2 separate regions of the Rattus norvegicus genome follow, and region 2 is linked to region 1. Evidence: chromatin contacts called from public Hi-C data. All regions are on one chromosome and are shown on one strand. Each heading gives the region's core, a stretch centred on a gene start, on an enhancer-like site or on the middle of the called end of the contact. The rest is flanking DNA. Distances are from core to core; before and after follow the strand shown.

Region 1 (6,328 bases), core at 239-2,738:
AAACAGATGCAGGGGTGGAGTGTTGTATAGCTGTCTTTCGTGGGTTGGAACATTCCTTCATGGAAAAATGGAAGAGGTTCATGAAACTCAGAAGGCTCACACAGTCTCCCTTAAAGTTATATAAGCTATAAATAATTGCCAGCAGACTCCTCCCTGACATTAGCTGCCTGAAAGTTGCGCACAGGGACTCTAGTAATGGTGTTTTCCTGAGTTGTTGGATGTGTTTGTTTGGAATTTTTAAGTGATTCAGCTGCTTTTGAGTCGCCCACAGTCTGGAAGCAGACCTTTCCTATTTATCTATAACTGACCCCTGTAAACTCATGGCTCTACCATGTTGGGTATGAATGTGTAGTTTCTTTGGCTTCTCACTACTTCATTTGGGCTGCATGGAGTTGGTTTTTTGTTTTTATAAATCTCATCAGTTTCCTAGAGCTAAATCTATTTCCTAAATTTTAAGAATTGAGAGGGGGAAAAAAAGCAGAACAAATTAAATCTTGGAGAAAACAAAGTGAAAAGAAAATTGAAGACAGGAGTAGAAATCAAGGAATTAATATCAGAAAATAAAAAACAATAACAAAAAAATAAAGAAAAAAGGGAGAAAAAAGAAACTAAAAACTAGTTGTTCTCAAAGACTGATATCACCAATAAGCATCTTATATAACTGAAAAAGGAAGGAAAATACAAGATGTAAAGTTACTAATATTGTGTATGAGAGGGAAACATTGTTACTGGCTCTATAGGCAGGAAAAGGATAGGGGATTATTTCCAACAATTTTATATATGCCTACATATTTGATAACTGCAGTAAAGAATACATTTCCCAAAAGCCAGAAATTATCATAGCTTATAAAATTATCATAGCTTACAGATGATCTTTCTGTCTATGAAATAAATCAAGTTAGTAGTTAAATTTTGCTTACTAAAACTTTAAGAAAAAAATTGCCAAGTCTATGTAAAATAAAGGGAATATTCAATATACTCTACCTTGATGCATAAAACAGCAAAAAAAAAAACAATACAAATAAAGAAACCTATCAATATAAAAGTGAGAATCTAAAGTCATCAATAAAATATTAGAAAAAACAAAATAATGCATCATGATTTAAATGGGTTTTATTCTGAAATGTAGAAACGGCTCCGCATTTGAAATCAATCGCCATACTCATAGTCTCAGAAGAGTAGTGTGGGAAAAATCTCATGATCTTTATCATAGTTGCCCTGACTTCTCATTTGACAAAATTCAGTGTCCATTCATGGCTTAAAATATCAACAAAGGAGATAGCAAAATTCACAGTGAATTAAGGAATTGGTAAAGCTGCATCTTCCTGATACCAGACACATGAAATGTGCAGAGTCTGTGTCGAGTGGAATCTTCTCTCTGCTAAGAAGGAAACAAAAGCAACATCCACTCATCACTCTCAACATTACCGCAGGGCTCTGGCTCCTGCAGTAAAGCAGAAACAGGGACCTGTGTGTGAATGGGGCAGTGTGGTTAGGCATCAGATGCTCCATGGCCAGTGAAAGAAACCATTCAAATGGCTACACACTGTGTCATTGGTATCATATTCTGGGAAAGCCAAATTTATAAGGCCAGAAAACAGACTACATCATTGGCTGGACTTGGAGGGAGAGTCGGGCCACAAAGTAACAGAGGAGTTTTGTAGGACAATAAAATTGTTCTCTGTCCTATTTTTGACAGATATTATACAACCATGTACATTTGCCACAACCAATAGAATAGTTTCTGAGAAAGGATTTATGTTTCCTATGTCTTACAAGAAAAGAAAACCCCACAGATAGAAACTGTTTGAAATGAAGAAGGAGAGGGTTTTTTTTTTCTCTTGTTCTGTAACTACATATTTTTTTCAGACATCAACATGTACTTCTACTCTTTGTAGTCCTGCTATTTTCATCTGCTTTTTTTTAGAAGAGATGGGTGAAAAATATCCTGAATGCCCTTCATATATTAGCAGAGTGACCCAGGACTGTTCAAATTCAATTTCCACTTTTTTTTCCCTCAAGTTTAAAGGTTTTTAATCCCTTGCAGGTCAATCTTGAGTGGGGCATGGAAACAAGCAGTTCTCTAACTACACCTGAGAAAATCGACTTATTTTCTGAAAGACATTTTTATGTATTTGTTGAGCACTATGTCCCATATTTTGAGAAATACAGTTGTAGGCACTTGTCTGCCTAATTGCAGTTAAATCATTCAAGACTTTAATCAAGATAAATAGCTCTGCTCACCTTCTCTCATGCTTTGAGATTAGTTTCCAACCTTTTCCCCTCTAATACTTATAAAGATGCAGATTATGATTTGAAAATTAATTATACAATGTTAAGAATCAGTAACGTGTTTTGTTTCACTTGAGGTTTTGCATTCCCGCATAATAACGTTCAATGGCACCACGATGATCCCAGAGAACATTGTATCATATTTGCCTTATCTTTGTGCCTCAGACCTCAAAAGGACACCCAACAAATGACTTAAAAAGAAGCGCTGTGAATGATGGAATGGACCTTAGGATGTGAAAACAGGAGGGCTCCATGTTCAAAGCCAGTCTGGACTGCAATAAACAAAATAAGACCTTTCCTCAAAACACCGAAGGGATAAGATAAGAACTGTGTGATATAATGTGGGACAGAGGCAGAATTCATTTCTGTTGTACACTTTTAAATTCGGGAATGGGAAATGGGATTAAGGAGTAACTGAGGGAATGACAGGATGCTGCACAAGTAGAAAATGCAACAGAAGTCCAACCATGGTTTTTCTCTCTCCAGAGCATTCCTGTTATAGCTTGAGAGGAGGCAGTTATAACTCACGCTGAGTTATAATTTACCTCTAATCCCCTTCCTTATGACATTTGATGAAATGACAAACAATACGGGGGGAACGTGCGAAAATAAAGAGCAAGATGGTTTCTAAAAGTGTAATGTGTTTTACAGGATCAAAATAAAAACAGATTCAAAGGGGAGGTCATCAATGGCGGCACCGCGATTAACGCGGCATCTGAAATCATACCAGTGATAATTAAAACCATTTCTTCTGGAGACACTTCCAATACAGGGAGCTCCTCTCTCCTCAGGAAACTTCACAGTGTTTTGTTGATGACAAACGGGTGTAATAAAAATAAAGACACATTAAAATGGATTTTTTTTTACAATTGTGATTCTTAAACACTTAGCACTGCTATGAAAGAGATACAATCAACTTATATATTCATACTATCCTATTTTAGCACTGCTTTACAAACAACCAAGAACAGACAACAATCACCCGTGTTAGAAAAATCTCAACATCTTCTGTGAATGAATCGTGTTGCAAATACTTTCTATGATGATTTTTGAGTTATTGTTTACTCTTTGTTTCTTCTTCCCCTTCCTCTTTCTCTTCTTCTTTGTTTTTGTTTTTGTTTGTGTGTTTTGTTTCTTTGAGACAGGGTTTCTCTGTGTAGTTCTGGGTGTCCTGGAACTCGCTCTGTACATCATGTTGGCCTCAAACTCAGAGATCGACCTGCCTCTGCCTCCCAAGTGCTGGGATTAAAGGCATGTGGTACCATTTTCAGTTATTGTTTCTCATTATCTTATTTTTTAATTTACAAAAAAGTTAGAAACTATAATAAAACTTCAAAAAGAAGCTGATACAGTTTGCTGTAAAGATGATCGCTTTGAAGTTAAAACAATGAGAAGAGAAAGTGCAAGAGGTGTATTTCTGTCCCCACCAGCAGGGACCCAGTTATTCAGGGTCCCGAAGAGGCTTTCTACCTGTGGGCCAAATGAGGGTGAAGAGAAGAAGGAGACCAAGCAAGATTCTGTTGTCAAGGTCTCATTTATTGAGAGAAATGTACAGCATTTAAAGCTCTGAGGCAGGAATAGAAGCATGAACTGAAGCTTAGGGTGGGGGAGTTTGGGAAGTGCCCAAGGATATAAGGTGAATCCCTACACTGCAAGATACCCTCCTATAACAAAGAGGCAACAGTCTTCCAGGGACATTTTCTTTGAAAAGGTCGAACCCTTCTCAGGAATCTGCTCAGGGACATCTGGTGTTTTGCTCAGGCTGAAACATCCTGTCATTGCTCCCAGGGTCTTCCTGGGAGAGGCTTTAGTTCAACAATCTCATGTTTGTATGGCAGTCATTTCAAGGTTGAACCTCTGAGGCCATGCAGCCCAGAGTCATGTAGCCACCTTGAGCTATGCAGTCACAAAGTGGCCAGGCCCAAATCCAATATGGCTCACTACATATTTCAGCATCATTTATGATCTGCAGTGAGGATCTATAAATCACTGGGGAAAATAGACTTGCACACAACTAGATACAAGGACATTGCTGAATGAGAATATGAACTATTCATGATGCCTGCTTCTCTTTTACCATCCACTGTTGTCATCACGATAGCATTTCTACAACAGCATACTGTCGTCCTGGAAGATAAGAGCTACAGAGAACATTACAGTTCACTCTAGAAGCTTCCAGAAAGACCTACCAGCTATTTAATAGAAACTGTCAGAGGTAGTTTAATTTTCTAAAATTCCAGAACTCTCTGCTTCGAAGTATCTGCTTTTCTATGTCTATTGATAAGAGAAAATTTCTCAGATATCCTAGGTTGAATTGTAAGAGCCTCAGGATGGAGGAAGAGTAAGAGTTCTTAGTCAGTTAACTAACTTGGGAAGAATCTATTCAACATCCCCGAACCTCTGCTCAAACCTCGGGTGACTAACCACCAGACACCATTACATCCCACTCACAACTCCGACTGTCTAGAAGTCACAGTTACTCTTCTAGACTGCCTGTTCTGGAACTTGCTGTGACGATCTGTGAAGCTCCTGAGTGCTGGAGGTCGAAACATTCCCTGGGAGATCCCATCTGAGAGATTTTACGCGCACACCCTGCCTGCCCTCCCTGGTGTTGGAAAAGAAAGTGTTTACAGTTCTGCCCAGAAGAGTAAAACTAAATCTCATCTCTTTTTTCTAACCACTTCTGGTTTCTGGATATTCTTTTGAAAATGTAGGTTTTTAAAATGAACTTGCGGGTCCCCGTGCTCTCACAGTTATGAGCTTCAGACTCTATCTAATTTAGTAAATACCATTTTCATGTTATTTTGACCCTCTTGTCTACAAGGTAGAGCCATTTAGCAAGTTATAGGCTTGTGTGAGTGACTTGTCTCATTGCTGTGACAAGACAACTTAGGGAAGGGAGAGGTCTGTTTCATCTTCCAGCTTTGGGGGTTATAGTTCGTTATGGAAGATATGACAGCAGGGATAGGAAGGAGGTGGCTGTCACAGTGTGGTCGCAGTCCGGAAGCAGAGAGGGATGGCTGCCTATAATTACCTCATGTTGTTTTCATTCAGCCTTGAACCTCTGTTGCTGTGATAAAAATACCACGGCCAAAATCAACTTGAGAAGGAAAGAGTTTAGCTTACAATTACATGGTACATTCTCTTGCTGAGGAAAGTCAAGGCAGGAACTCAAAACAATGTAGGCACCTGGAGGCAGGAGTTGATGAACAGGCCATGAAGCAGTGCTGTTTATTGGCTTCTTCAATGTGTACTTAGCCTGCTTTCTTATAACACCTAGGACGACCTGTTCAGGGATGGCACTGCCCACAGTGTGTTTTTCCCATATCAATCACCAATCAAGAAAACGTACCACAGGCCACTGAGGTAAGAGCATGTTCTCAATTGAGACTCCCTCTTCTCAGATAATTACAGTTTGCGTCAAGCTGACATAAAAATGAGTTAGCAACAGTTGACCCCTCCTGAACTCGACCCACAAACACATGGCTGATAATTCATAACTGTTTCCTTTCTGCTCATCCCTGAGATCTCATATTCACATTGATATCACAATACAAAACATTCTAACTTTTAAGAGTACCACAGTCTTTACAAAATCAAATGCTTTAAAAAAAAATCCAGTCTTTAAAAAAATAAAACATCCGAAGACGCTTCCAACGTCCAAGCCTCTCTAAAATATCCAATGTCCTAAAGTATCCAGAGTCTTTGTAAAACTCCAAAGTCTCTCAACCATGGTCCCCTGCAAAATAAAAATAAGCTAAGTCCTTCTTATTCCAAGAAGGAAGAGCTGGGACACAGTCACAGTCAGATCAGGGCAGAACTGAAGTCCTGTAACCATCTGCTGCTCAGTGTCGGTCTTCTAGGACTCAGGACTGTTGAGGCTCGGAAGGGCTTAGACGTACATGCGCATTGCACTGCTTAGAACAGCAACTTGTCTCCCAGGCCCAGGCTGGCTATGCTCTATAGCGGGTCCTGTTCTTAACAGTTGTACCGTGGTACTGGCGTTTCCAGAATGCTGGGCTTTCCTCATGCAACT
Region 2 (5,666 bases), core at 483-2,982, 300 kb after region 1:
ATAGATAGACAGACAGACAGACAGACAGACATTTTGAAGTACTGGCTTATCAGATTATGGTTGCTGAGAAGAGCCATGATTTGTTGTCTATGAAGGAGAAACTTCATATCACTCAGAGGAAATCTAGTCTCATTTCAAAGTCCTGAGAACCAGAGGAACTAATCCTAAGTCCCAGGGCCAAGAATACAGATTATTTTTATCTAATGATAGGGAAAGATGGATGCTGCCATGGTGACAGGAGAGAGAAAATCTACTTTCTTTCATCTCGTGGTCTATTTAGAACCTCAACAGACTGAATGGCAAGTGTGGTCTTATTTATTCAGTCTACTAATGAAAACACTAGTCTCTCTCTCTCTCTCTTTTTTTTTTTACTGTGACCAACTTTATTAATCTTAGAAGAGGAAGCCAATACTAGTCTCTTAAATCCATCTTCACAAGCATACCTCACAACAGTGTTTTACCAACTATAGTCCCTACCAAGTAACAAGTGACTTATACATATGCACGTGCCCCACCCCACACACATATGCACATGCACACAGAAACCACATGAATAGCTATTTGCAATGTTGCAAGAGGGAGGAGAATTGAACTAAAAAGTAAAATTGAACTAAAAATTAACTAAGTTTTGAGTACACACTGAAACTAAAGTGTTGGGTCCTAGTTATCCAGGTAAGTATGTTTTGTAGCCAGTTCGAATAGTTGACTTTTGATAGTAGCGTCTGAATGAACAGCATGGGGGTTGTGACTGACAGTTAGAGGTGAGGTGATGATAAATGAGGAGAAGCCTAAGAAAGTAGCTCTTACCGAAACTCACAGTTCGACTATACGAGGAGAGAGAAGAGCCAGCCATGAAGACAAAGGACCCCTCACCAGGGTTAGAGAGCTGAAGAGAGCTGTGTGATAGAGCGAAGGGAAGACTGAGCATGAAGGGGCTGGTGCTGAACAGGATGGACGTCAGACAGACAGAAGATTGAGCACAGGGAGGGCCTGATGAATCGAGGTTACTGGGACAGGTGAGAAAGAATTTGTTGCTCAATCAGAATGAGGAGGTAATTATATTGGTCTGTGCCTTAAGGGTATAGTCAACGGAAGGCAAGAACTTGACCTGTTTTAGTGAACCACACTCTTTATTCATATTTAAAAACAATGGGGAGGTGAGATTCATCTAAGAGAATTTCGTGTCCCAATAATATTTTCTAGAACTTTCTCATCATTTGTGGAAGATAAGCTGATGGTAGAAATGTGTCTTTTTAGCTTTGCAAACTAAAATGTACAGTTCCCTAAGTCGCCTTTTCATCAGTATTCACTTTACATTTTCCTTAGCATGTCTTCTTTCTGTGCTGACAGGAAGAAGAGGGGAAAAAAAACCATGCTAATTGACTGAAATAAACATGGAATTTCTAAGACTGCCTATCTACACCATTTCTCTGCTGGCTTTTCATGGGTAACAGAGTGTCTAATGTTCAGGGACAAGAGGCTTCAGACCACGGGGTGCCTGCCAGCTCTCCAGAGGGCAGAAACCCACATTTGCATGCATATGAATGAGGCCAGGAATAGGCTGAGAGATAAAAAATGGAGCAGTTGCTAGAACTGTGCACTGTGCAAAGGGACTGTACTCCCCTGGTGGAGGGGGAATTTGGACACCGGATAGGGAGAGTACATAATGGTGTTAGAAAAGAGCTATTCAGTGGCATGATATATTTTCCCAGCATGCTATGCCAAGGCAGCACGTTGTTTAATTGTGAAAAGTATGAGACCCAGTAACTCCTCTCACCTTCTAAAAATGCTTAGCCTTGCAGAAGGAAAATTTGGCATCCATTTCTATTCATTTCAAGGGATGAAAGAAAAGGCCATTGTAGAGATGTATTGATCTTTGGAAAGGTCAGGTGAAGATTCATAGGTCAAGGTGCTACTTCTGAACAGTTAAGAGGAGATGTGAAGGGATGGTCCATAGGGAAAATATACTAAAATAAAAACAAAGGAATATTCCATGTGCACAATCAAGAACATTTGTGACCTTTTAAAATGTGAAGCAGCTAGGATTACATATGTTTATGTGTGCATGTGCATATGTATTTATATATGTGTACACATATGTAGAACATTACTACTATTAGCTTTAAAATAGAAGCCCATTTCAGGAAATAAATTCTATAAACCATAACAGGTAGAAATATATATTTATTTCATTGTATAGCCTTGAAATTGGAAAAAGAAAAACATATCAAGAAATTTAAGGAGTAGAGATCAAAAGCAAAAATGAAAAGAGTGAAGCAGTAGATATATAAAGTAGAAAGTGGGAGTGGAAGGGGAAAAATTAAGAAACAAAACAAAGGAGAAAGAATGAAGAATGGCTATGAGAGATATTACCACTACTGACACTGAACATGTCCAGCGTCTATATCCCCAAAGTTTTGTAAAGAGCTAAGAGGGCAGGTGAGCAATGCAGTGGACAGGAGGACATTGCATACCAAGCATTCTGACATGAGCAAGCTCTTTGGAGATCTTTTATTCTTTCCCATATTGTTCTTTGGTTAAGGGGCCCAGACTGGATCTGTTCAGTGACCCTTTAAAATGAGAACAAACAGCTTAGATCAGTTCTTCAGAGTTTGAATTCTATTGTGTTTCATTTTCCAAGTTCACAGCAAATGTTTGAAATAATAGTTTCTCTTGGGGTCTTTGAAGTTTATTCTTACACGTGAAGGGATGGCCACATTCCAGAGGGTGACCGCTAAGCCTTAGTGACTCAGAATATCGTTCTAGAAGTTGGCTGCAAACAGTTCACTCTGTTGCTTTCCCTTTTGAGCTTAAACTCTTTGTACACTATGCGTATCTAAGTTAGAATGGTACCTAACTGGATCCAACCACACATCCTCCCATTCTCCCTGCGTAAGGCTTACTTTATAGTCTATAACTCTAGAAGCACCTTGCTTGTAGTGTGCTGGAGGAAGGATGTCTCTATCTTTGAATCACCTTCTGTGAAACAAACTAAATTCATTAGAATGGTACATATTGTCTCAATTGGAACTAAAAATGTGTGTACCTTAGACTATGCAACGCCTATCTTTTTTTCTAAAATGGTGACATGCTGACCACAAACTTCTAAAGAATTAAATATCTATATACTACATGTATGTAATTTTATTTTTGCCATTTTAAAAATATTTAGATTATAATTTCCATACCAGGAAGACCCTGTTCTCTCTTAGATGTCTCCCAGAAGGCAAAGCACACATGTCCATTTTATCTTTGCATAGGACCAATCTATGCACTGTTCCCCTCAAACAACTTCTGAGAAAAAACTGGATGCATATATAAATGTCCACTCAGCATACTTTGCATATTTATAAATGCATCTATAGCTGAACTCTTTCTAGGCCATTGGAAGTTAGCCTTTCATTTTGTGTTCTTGACCAAAGAAGGTACACACTGTTCTACAAATGCTATTAATACATGAGATCTCTTCTATCATGTTCATAAGCAGATTTTTTTTAATGATGTTTTCTCAACCCTGACCTTTCTTCTTGCCATTATTTTATCTTCTGGGAAACAGGTAAGGACTCTCCTGGACAAAAGGAACTCTGCCCTGCCTGTGTTAGCACACTGAATTGTGGCCCAGGTTAAAGTAGTTCTTGTATTGTGCGCCTCTGACAAAGTGCTCCTGGCTCCACAAATGCTTCTCACTCCTGCACAGGGTATGGTCTAAAGAAGATACAAAACATGGACTGCCAGGCAGTCAGCCCAGCATTTTGTTTTCATATAAAAAATGTTTCATTAGAACATAAAGCATCTTATGCCATTTGAGGGTTGGGGGTTGATTTCCTTTTATTAGCAACAAAGGTAAAGATTTTAGGAGAGACTACTTGGTCAATAAAACATAGGGTTTACTATCTGGCCCTTCATGCTAAGATTGTGCCCGTCCTTAGGGCACAAATCAGTGTTAAGTGACTGTTTTACTACAGAAACGAAGCTTAACATAGATTCTGAGCACTAGAAGAAATCTGAATTCCACGGTACCTTATTTAAAACGTCTCAGTGGTATGAAGGATCTTAGATGTCGTGAAGGCTAACTGCCAGCCAACAAGAATGCAGGAAGATATTTGTCTTTCTGCTTCATGAAGAGGCTAAGCTGATGAGACTGAGAGCAAGAAACACCTGGCTGAGGGACTCACTTGTCCACTTAGGAGAACTGGAAAACATCTGACTCACACATTGTAAGTGTAACCAGGACATTAAGGAGAGCCGTATGTGTTTCTGCTGGAGACTACATGTCCATGGCCCAGCATTTTCAGCCTTCATTCATAAGTAAGTGGAAATTGTTCTTTGTGTCTCAAGTTGTCATCTTTCCTCAGAGTAGTCATGTGCTGGGCAATACTGTGCCTTGATGTTGGACAATGACAGAGAGCCACAGCTTCCCTCAGCTAAGCAATGACAAGGGTGAACTGTGGTGTTTGATAGGTGTAGGAAGTCTAATTTTGCTTCATTGGGATGTTAAATCATCTCAAGCTTAGGAGCATCACACACATACAAACACATGTGTGTACATACATATGCATATACATGTATATGCTCAGACACATAATTTAATATGAATATAGTTTTTAATATATTAATTTTAAAAGAAAAAGAGGATTTCCTTTGAAAAGTTATAAACTGTTTATGTGAGTTTTCCATATTTATAATTTTTTCATTGTATATGATTGTTAAACAATATTTCCTTATACATATCTATTTTACATTGTTTATATTCCCCCAACACTATCCCTTCTCATCATTCCAGTTCTATTATTCCCTTTTATTCCTTTATAACAGCCATACTTTAATTCCATGCACACATAACTGATTCTATATGTCCATTAAAAATCTAAGAACGCTGTATGAGAGAAAACATAAAATATTTGTTTTGTGAGACTGGTTTAATTTTCTTAATGTGATTATCTTTAGTTGTATCAATTTTCCTATAAATATTAGAACTCCAATGTCTATAACAATGCATATACATATGCCTTATTGATGACTGTGACAGAATACCTAGGTCACTCCCATATTTTCCTATATACCTAGTGTTGTATAAACATTACCATGAAAGTATTGCTGTGACAGGTTCACTAGGAACCCTGTGGGTAAGACCTAAGAGTGTCAGCAAAGTGATAATCTAGAAATTAATGAGCTTCCTTAGTGGGTAGGTAAAATAATTTACAAAGAAAGAAGTTTAAAAAGAAAGAAAATGAAATACCTGAGTCATTGAGTAAAAGCCATGATGCCTAAAGAGCACAGTCCCTTTATCAGGTCAGTCACTACCTTTATTTCTTATTCCTTTCCATTTTTATTATGTGCTTTACTCAGTTTTTACTTATCCAATGGATGCCTTTTCATTTCAGATCTTAATTCAAAATAGACTTGTTTTCTTTCATGTGCTAATTGAAGTAGAAGATTCCAAAACAGATAAAGAACAGAAACAAAACCAACCAACCAACCAACCAACCAAAAACCGTGTTTCATGAAAAGACCCTTTAAGTTATATGTCACTGTCCTGGATGAGTGCCCTTTAGATGTAATATTTTCCTCACAAGTAACTAATCTGACACACTCATATGAAGATCCAGAAGATGGAACAAAACCAATGATGTTAATTTTCACTGAGTAAATACAGTGTTCCACTA

The links. A called contact is a pair of places that touch in the nucleus more often than the background predicts.
Region 2: a Hi-C map of the A7r5 cell line shows a contact between it and region 1, with 2.7 times the contacts expected there. The contact joins two enhancer-like sites. A contact is called at or near these places in 1 of 12 Hi-C or Micro-C datasets (the A7r5 cell line) and 1 of 1 datasets of contacts at active chromatin or transcription factors (oligodendrocytes).

The regions. Positions count from the first base shown.
Region 1 is chr11:71,419,858-71,426,185 of GRCr8, forward strand. No RefSeq gene overlaps it. Among named protein-coding and RNA genes, the nearest start is that of Zbtb20, 130 kb to the left of the region's middle. Within about 2 kb of position 1,489, at least 37 of the 93 cell types and tissues checked have an H3K27ac peak or open chromatin away from gene starts, as enhancers often do.
Region 2 is chr11:71,719,344-71,725,009 of GRCr8, forward strand. No RefSeq gene overlaps it. Among named protein-coding and RNA genes, the nearest start is that of Gap43, 160 kb to the right of the region's middle. Within about 2 kb of position 1,733, at least 12 of the 93 cell types and tissues checked have an H3K27ac peak or open chromatin away from gene starts, as enhancers often do.